Regions from separate parts of the Mus musculus genome. Here region 1 is linked to region 2. Evidence: chromatin contacts called from public HiChIP or PLAC-seq data. All regions are on one chromosome and are shown on one strand. Each heading gives the region's core, a stretch centred on a gene start, on an enhancer-like site or on the middle of the called end of the contact. The rest is flanking DNA. Distances are from core to core; before and after follow the strand shown. Region 1 holds the start of Kcnq3 (potassium voltage-gated channel, subfamily Q, member 3). Region 2 overlaps Efr3a (EFR3 homolog A).

Region 1 (2,700 bases), core at 46-2,545, 430 kb before region 2:
GCTTTTTCCCTGTAGACTAAGACTGGATTCCCAACTTTACTCACAGCTATCTTGTCCTCTCTACTCCACCTGACAGTCATGAGGGAAGACTGGGCGGTAAGGAGTCATGGTACCCCAGGGCAGGAGGAGGGCTTCCCTAACTTGCCTGTTGGGTAATGAGGCACTTGCCCTCTGCCAATGGTGCCAGTGACTGACCAGACTGCTTCCTCTGCCGTCAGCAAACCTGAACTACGTTTCTCCTCCACACCGCTGTCTAGAAGGCTCTTTTTGAAATTGTCATAACTGCTCCCACCTTGCCACTTGAATCTCACCTTAAGGCGTGTCACCTCCTCAATGGGGACTCCTAGGACAGAGCCCAGTGGTTCCTGTGATTCTGTTTCCACACTAGGAATAATTTGGCTCACACTTGCTTTAGCTCTGGCCTTCTGTCTGTCACTCAGGTTTTATGAATTCAAGGGTTTCAAACCTTCGGTGGAGAGCAGTACTCTGTCGTACGTAGGACAAACTCACTGCCATGATTTCAGTGTTTTCCCTGAAGGATGCTAATGGAGTCAGAGGGCATGACTGGCTTGCCTGCAGCAGGATTTAGGAGCCAGGAAGAAATTAGGATACTGATTCTGATGTTCACATGCGCTTCTCAGCTGTCTTCCCACCTACTTGTACAAGGGGCTACCCCAAAACTACCAGAAGCAGTAGCCCCCAGGAGCCCGGAATAGAAGAAGCATTGCAATCACCGAGCCAGTGGGTGAGGTGTGAGCATGTCTAACCGAGCAACTTGGATTTTTACCTGCAAAGGCAAGCAGAGGAGGTGGAGGGTGGAGACTGAACATAAAGCTGCAGCCTCAGCCTCTATCTACTCCCTTTTAATTTCTCCTCTCGCTCAGGGGAAACCCCAACGCCCACGGGGTCTGGGGAGCTCCCGCTTCACGGCCTCAGGATTCATGACCCAGCAGAAGCAGTAGTAGAGGCCTCACAGCCCTGGTGATGCTGGACCTCAAGGCTGTCTTGGGTAGGGGGGCGGCGGGGAGAGGCGGGGCCCCGCCTGGGCCTCCCGCAACCAAGGGGCGGGACGATGGAGCCCCACCCCTGCGAAGGAGGGAGGGAAGCAGAGAACGCTGCGGGTGGTGAGCGCTCCGCCCGGGCGCGCCTGCTTCTGCTGCTGCTACTGCCGCTGCAGCGGGGCTAGGGCTAGAGCAGCGGGCTGGGCGCGGGCGGGAGAGGGGAGGAGGGAGGAGGCGGCGGCGCGTGTGCCAGGCGGGCGGGCGGGAGGACGGCTGGCACAGGGCTTGTAAATAAACTGCGATGCTGTCTCGGGCTCGCCGGCCCGGGTGCCGCCGTCGCCGCCGCCTCCCTGGAGCTTCGGTGCCAGGCTCCCGCCGTCGCGCGCCCTAGCGCCACCGCGCCAGCCTCGCGCGCCCTCAACGGGCTCCCCGTGGACCCCGGCTTCCTGCGCCCCTCCGGGTCCCACAGAGGACCCGCTCGGGATGTGACCCCTTGACTCCCCACCCGACCTCCTCTGGCCCCCGGGAGGCCCGCCTTTGCCTGCTTTTGGGGGGGTGGGCGGGGAGGGGCGCGCGGATCATGGCATTGGAGTTCCCGGGCTTGCAGCCGCCGCCGCCGCCTCGTCCACGTACCCCAAGTGCTCCTACTTCCCGGAGCAGCAGCGGAGAAGGCGAAGCGCCCGGTGGGGGCGAGGCAGATGGGTCTCAAGGCTCGCAGGGCGGCGGGGGCGGCTGGCGGGGGCGGCGGCGAAGGGGGCGGCGGCGGCGGCGGGGCCGCTAACCCTGCTGGAGGGGACTCGGCGGTGGCCGGCGACGAGGAGCGGAAAGTGGGGCTGGCGCCAGGAGACGTGGAGCAAGTCACCTTGGCGCTAGGGGCCGGAGCCGACAAAGACGGGACCCTGCTGCTGGAGGGCGGTGGCCGCGAAGAGGGGCAGAGGAGGACCCCGCAGGGCATCGGGCTCCTGGCAAAGACCCCCCTGAGCCGCCCAGTCAAGAGGAACAACGCCAAGTACAGGCGCATCCAAACTTTGATCTATGACGCCCTGGAGAGACCGCGGGGCTGGGCGCTGCTCTACCACGCGCTTGTGTGAGTACCTGGCCACTCGGGGCGCCCCTTGGCGGCCGTGCACCTTAGGGTTCGGGCCAGGGCTGGCATAGTGTTGTGTCTTTGGCCACTCAGAAGTGCTCTCTGGCTTGGGTTGGGGATGGAGGGACACCAGTTTGGCCTTAGCCAATGGTTCTCTGCGGTGTGACGGAGTGTTTCTGGTGCCTGGGACAGCAGGCTTTCAAGCTGAGTTGGAGATTTGAACTGGCGAGTGCGCAAAAGTGCGCATTTATTGTATGTTCTGGGATATTGTCATGGAAGCTTAAAAGAAATAGATGATATTTCTAATGAAGCAGTTGAGTGGGACAAAAACGGTCCTTTCAGAAGCACCGGTTCTTCTTGGGGTGGATAGCTTGCAATCACCACTCAATTTAGATGATATATCCCAGAGTTGAGGATAGTAGCGGTGCACACTGCCCATAGGCATAGTGCCTGTGTACGTGCGTGTTCCATGTGTGTGCTTCCCTTCCTTGGAATGGATGCTGAAGTAAAAGAATAATGGGTTTGGCTTTAATTGGGGGCTTAGACAGACCAAAATGCAGGTCTTTGTGTTCTTTTAGTAAAATGAATAGGAGAATAGAAAAGGGGCGGGAT
Region 2 (2,700 bases), core at 165-2,664:
GACGGCACAAAGCAAATTGGTGTTCTCTAGAGCCTCTGCATCATTTAAAACTATTACTCAGGAATCCCCAGTATGGGACGCCATGGAGAAACGGAACTGTACAGCATAATGCACGAGCAAGCATAGTTGCAGCAGAATTACTAGTGGTATCCTAAGAGGAACAAACCCAAATATCAGTCAACAAATGCATAATTTGGATCATCTTACACCACATATAATATAATATGTATGGTGTCACCAAAACACTTAAGATGAATTTCATCAAAACACAACTAAATTGAAAAAAATTAAATATAAAAGAACATATAATTTATGACTTTTCATTCAACATACAAAAACTGACAAAAATAGTAATATCCCTTATCTAAGATTCCCTCTAAGAAAGAGTACGTGTTGTGTCCGGCCAGCAGACCACAACCTGGGTTTAGGTGGCGAGAGAAAAGAATGTAGCCAAGACAGTTACTCTGATCAAGGCTCAAATTTTATTGTTGCGACACTAGTTATGAAGGAAGGGGGAGGGGACCCGATTCCCGCCGAATAATCTCTGGTCCAGTAGAAAGGTGCACGTGTGTGGCTCCGCAGGTTCCAGCAGTGGGCGTGGCAGAACGAATGAGCAGGAAGCTCCACCCCTGAGCAAGCAGGTTTCAGGCTGGGGGAGGGGAGACTACAAGTACGGACTTAGAAAAATGGGATACAAGAGGTGCTTCTGTTATACTGTGGATTGCTTTAAAATAAAATAGCAATGCACATATACTTGCATTCCTACTAACGAGTCACTTTTTCCTAAATTAGCACACGCACTTTCGACAGGTGAGGAAGGGTGGTGGGAGTGGGAGTGGGAGGCTGGGGCTGGCCGGGAGAGGGCTTCTCCTCCAATGCTATAACTTTAGTTAAGGCCGCAGATTAGTACAAACCCGCCTGATAATCTAGAGTGCTCAGTTACACTTCACACCGTGGCCTCACCTTTTTCATGAAGCTCGTATCTTGTCGACAAATTTTCTCTCTTTTTATCTTCAAGTCAGCCACATCTGGTATTATCCTACAAACAATATAATCAATCATTTTTAATGAACAGCACATTGGCTCTGATACCCTGTATTTTGTGAAGAACTGTATTTGAACTAAGAAGTTTGAATGGTGACACATCTACAAACATTTTAAATGTTTATATGAAATGATATTACTGGATGATCATGTTTAACCAGGAGTTACATCATCTTCCTTCATAGTGGCATTTGTTGGCTTAAAGCAAAAGTAAAATAAAACCAGTTTTTAATCCATGCGTAGTCATCAAATTAATAAATCATTTTGACACCAACTAAATATACAACCCCCCCACCCCCCGCCTGCTCCAACACACAGATTTCAACACACTGACTGAGAGAAAACTAGAAAACTAAAAGCTCTCCTGAAGCCCTCCCAGTCTGGTGAGTCACCTGATACCGCGGAGCTTTGCTCTGTTGTCATGGCGATCCATTAGGTTGTGCATTACTTCCAAGACTAACTGCCTCAGCTCATAGTCTTCCATGAGGGATGGCGACAATAGAGGATCCAGAAATGACCCAGGCAGTGCAGTAACAATTGTCTTGGCTTTGTATCCAGAAGTCACCTGATTACAAGGGGGAAATTAACAAACAACGATGTTCTCTTGAGTCTTTAGGCAAAATTATCACATTCTCTTTTTAATAACAAAATTCTGTTTGGGAAACAGAAACTATAGGCACAAGCCTAAAGAAATATATGAAGGAACCCTGTCGGGCAGTCAAGATGTTAGTATGTCAGGATCAGTATTTGAAACAAGTTTAAGATGCACATCACATATGTGGTACCATGTGCAGGCTCAACTGCAAGTACGACATTACATGCCTGTCAACTCTGTCTTGGCTGCTGTCTGTCAGGCAGGCTGATACACCCTTACACAGAGGAAGCCAGGGAGACAGGTAGGGGCAACACATTTACAGAGAGTGCAGGTGGAAAACTGCAAAGGTGGACCCTGCAAACTGTTATTTTCAATGAAACTACTGGGGAATAGGAACATATTTTCAGTTTGGAAAATTGTGTTTGTTACTCAACTTAATACTTGGGATAATATTTAGCCTTCTTTCAATTTTAAACATTGAAGGAGACTATACTTAAGTGCTATTAAACATTTAAAAACTATGCCACAGAAGAATTCACAAAGCTGACTGGTATAATTAGGATGAGAAGCATGGTGGTATTTTAATATTTGCAAAATTTATTTTCTATAAAGAAAATTTTATATGGAAACCAAAGCAACTACTGTTATGTCATCAGAATACAAAGACACAATAAATAAAAAACACATGGGAAAGGACTGATAAGCATCACTTCAACTAGATCCAAAACCCTATATAACAAACACCAGGAAGGGAATTCAGACTGAAACCACAGAACATCTCCTGCGCCCAAACGTGAAACACAGAGGATATAAAAGGATGCATAGGAAAGGTCTCTGAAATGAATTTCAAAGACACTGGTTGGAAAAACCAGTCCCTGCTATTCCTTGACAGGAGGTAAATGAAAATAGTGTATCTTAAATAGGATCTGACATTCCAGTCAACAGCAGCTGATATGCCAACATGGATGGAGGGAATCTCACAAGGCCACAGCCACTAGATGAAGAGCTACAGGGAATCAGAGACTGCTGAAAGGAAGAATTAATCTTCCCCAGAGACAAGC

The links. HiChIP or PLAC-seq counts read pairs in DNA pulled down with a chosen protein or histone mark.
Region 1: an H3K4me3 HiChIP or PLAC-seq map of embryonic stem cells shows a contact between it and region 2, with 2.7 times the contacts expected there. The contact joins the promoter of Kcnq3 here to the enhancer-like site in region 2. A contact is called at or near these places in 3 of 39 promoter capture datasets (embryonic stem cells, hippocampal neurons and stem cell-derived epiblast-like cells), 9 of 484 Hi-C or Micro-C datasets (B cells, cerebral cortex, cortical neurons and 2 more) and 3 of 115 datasets of contacts at active chromatin or transcription factors (embryonic stem cells and forebrain).

What each region holds. Positions count from the first base shown.
Region 1 is chr15:66,285,224-66,287,923 of GRCm38.p6, reverse strand. Kcnq3 (potassium voltage-gated channel, subfamily Q, member 3) reads left to right here and starts at 1,295. Exons shown (of 15, transcript NM_152923.3): 1 at 1,295-2,088. The coding sequence starts at 1,700. All of the region lies in intron 1 of Gm27242 (a long non-coding RNA gene), which reads right to left.
Region 2 is chr15:65,851,870-65,854,569 of GRCm38.p6, reverse strand. Efr3a (EFR3 homolog A) reads right to left here. Exons shown (of 23, transcript NM_133766.4): 13 at 1,437-1,609; 14 at 964-1,039. Among named protein-coding and RNA genes, the nearest start is that of Oc90, 59 kb to the left of the region's middle. Within about 2 kb of position 1,414, at least 38 of the 459 cell types and tissues checked have an H3K27ac peak or open chromatin away from gene starts, as enhancers often do. A contact at or near this core is called in embryonic stem cells and stem cell-derived epiblast-like cells, where this site is marked.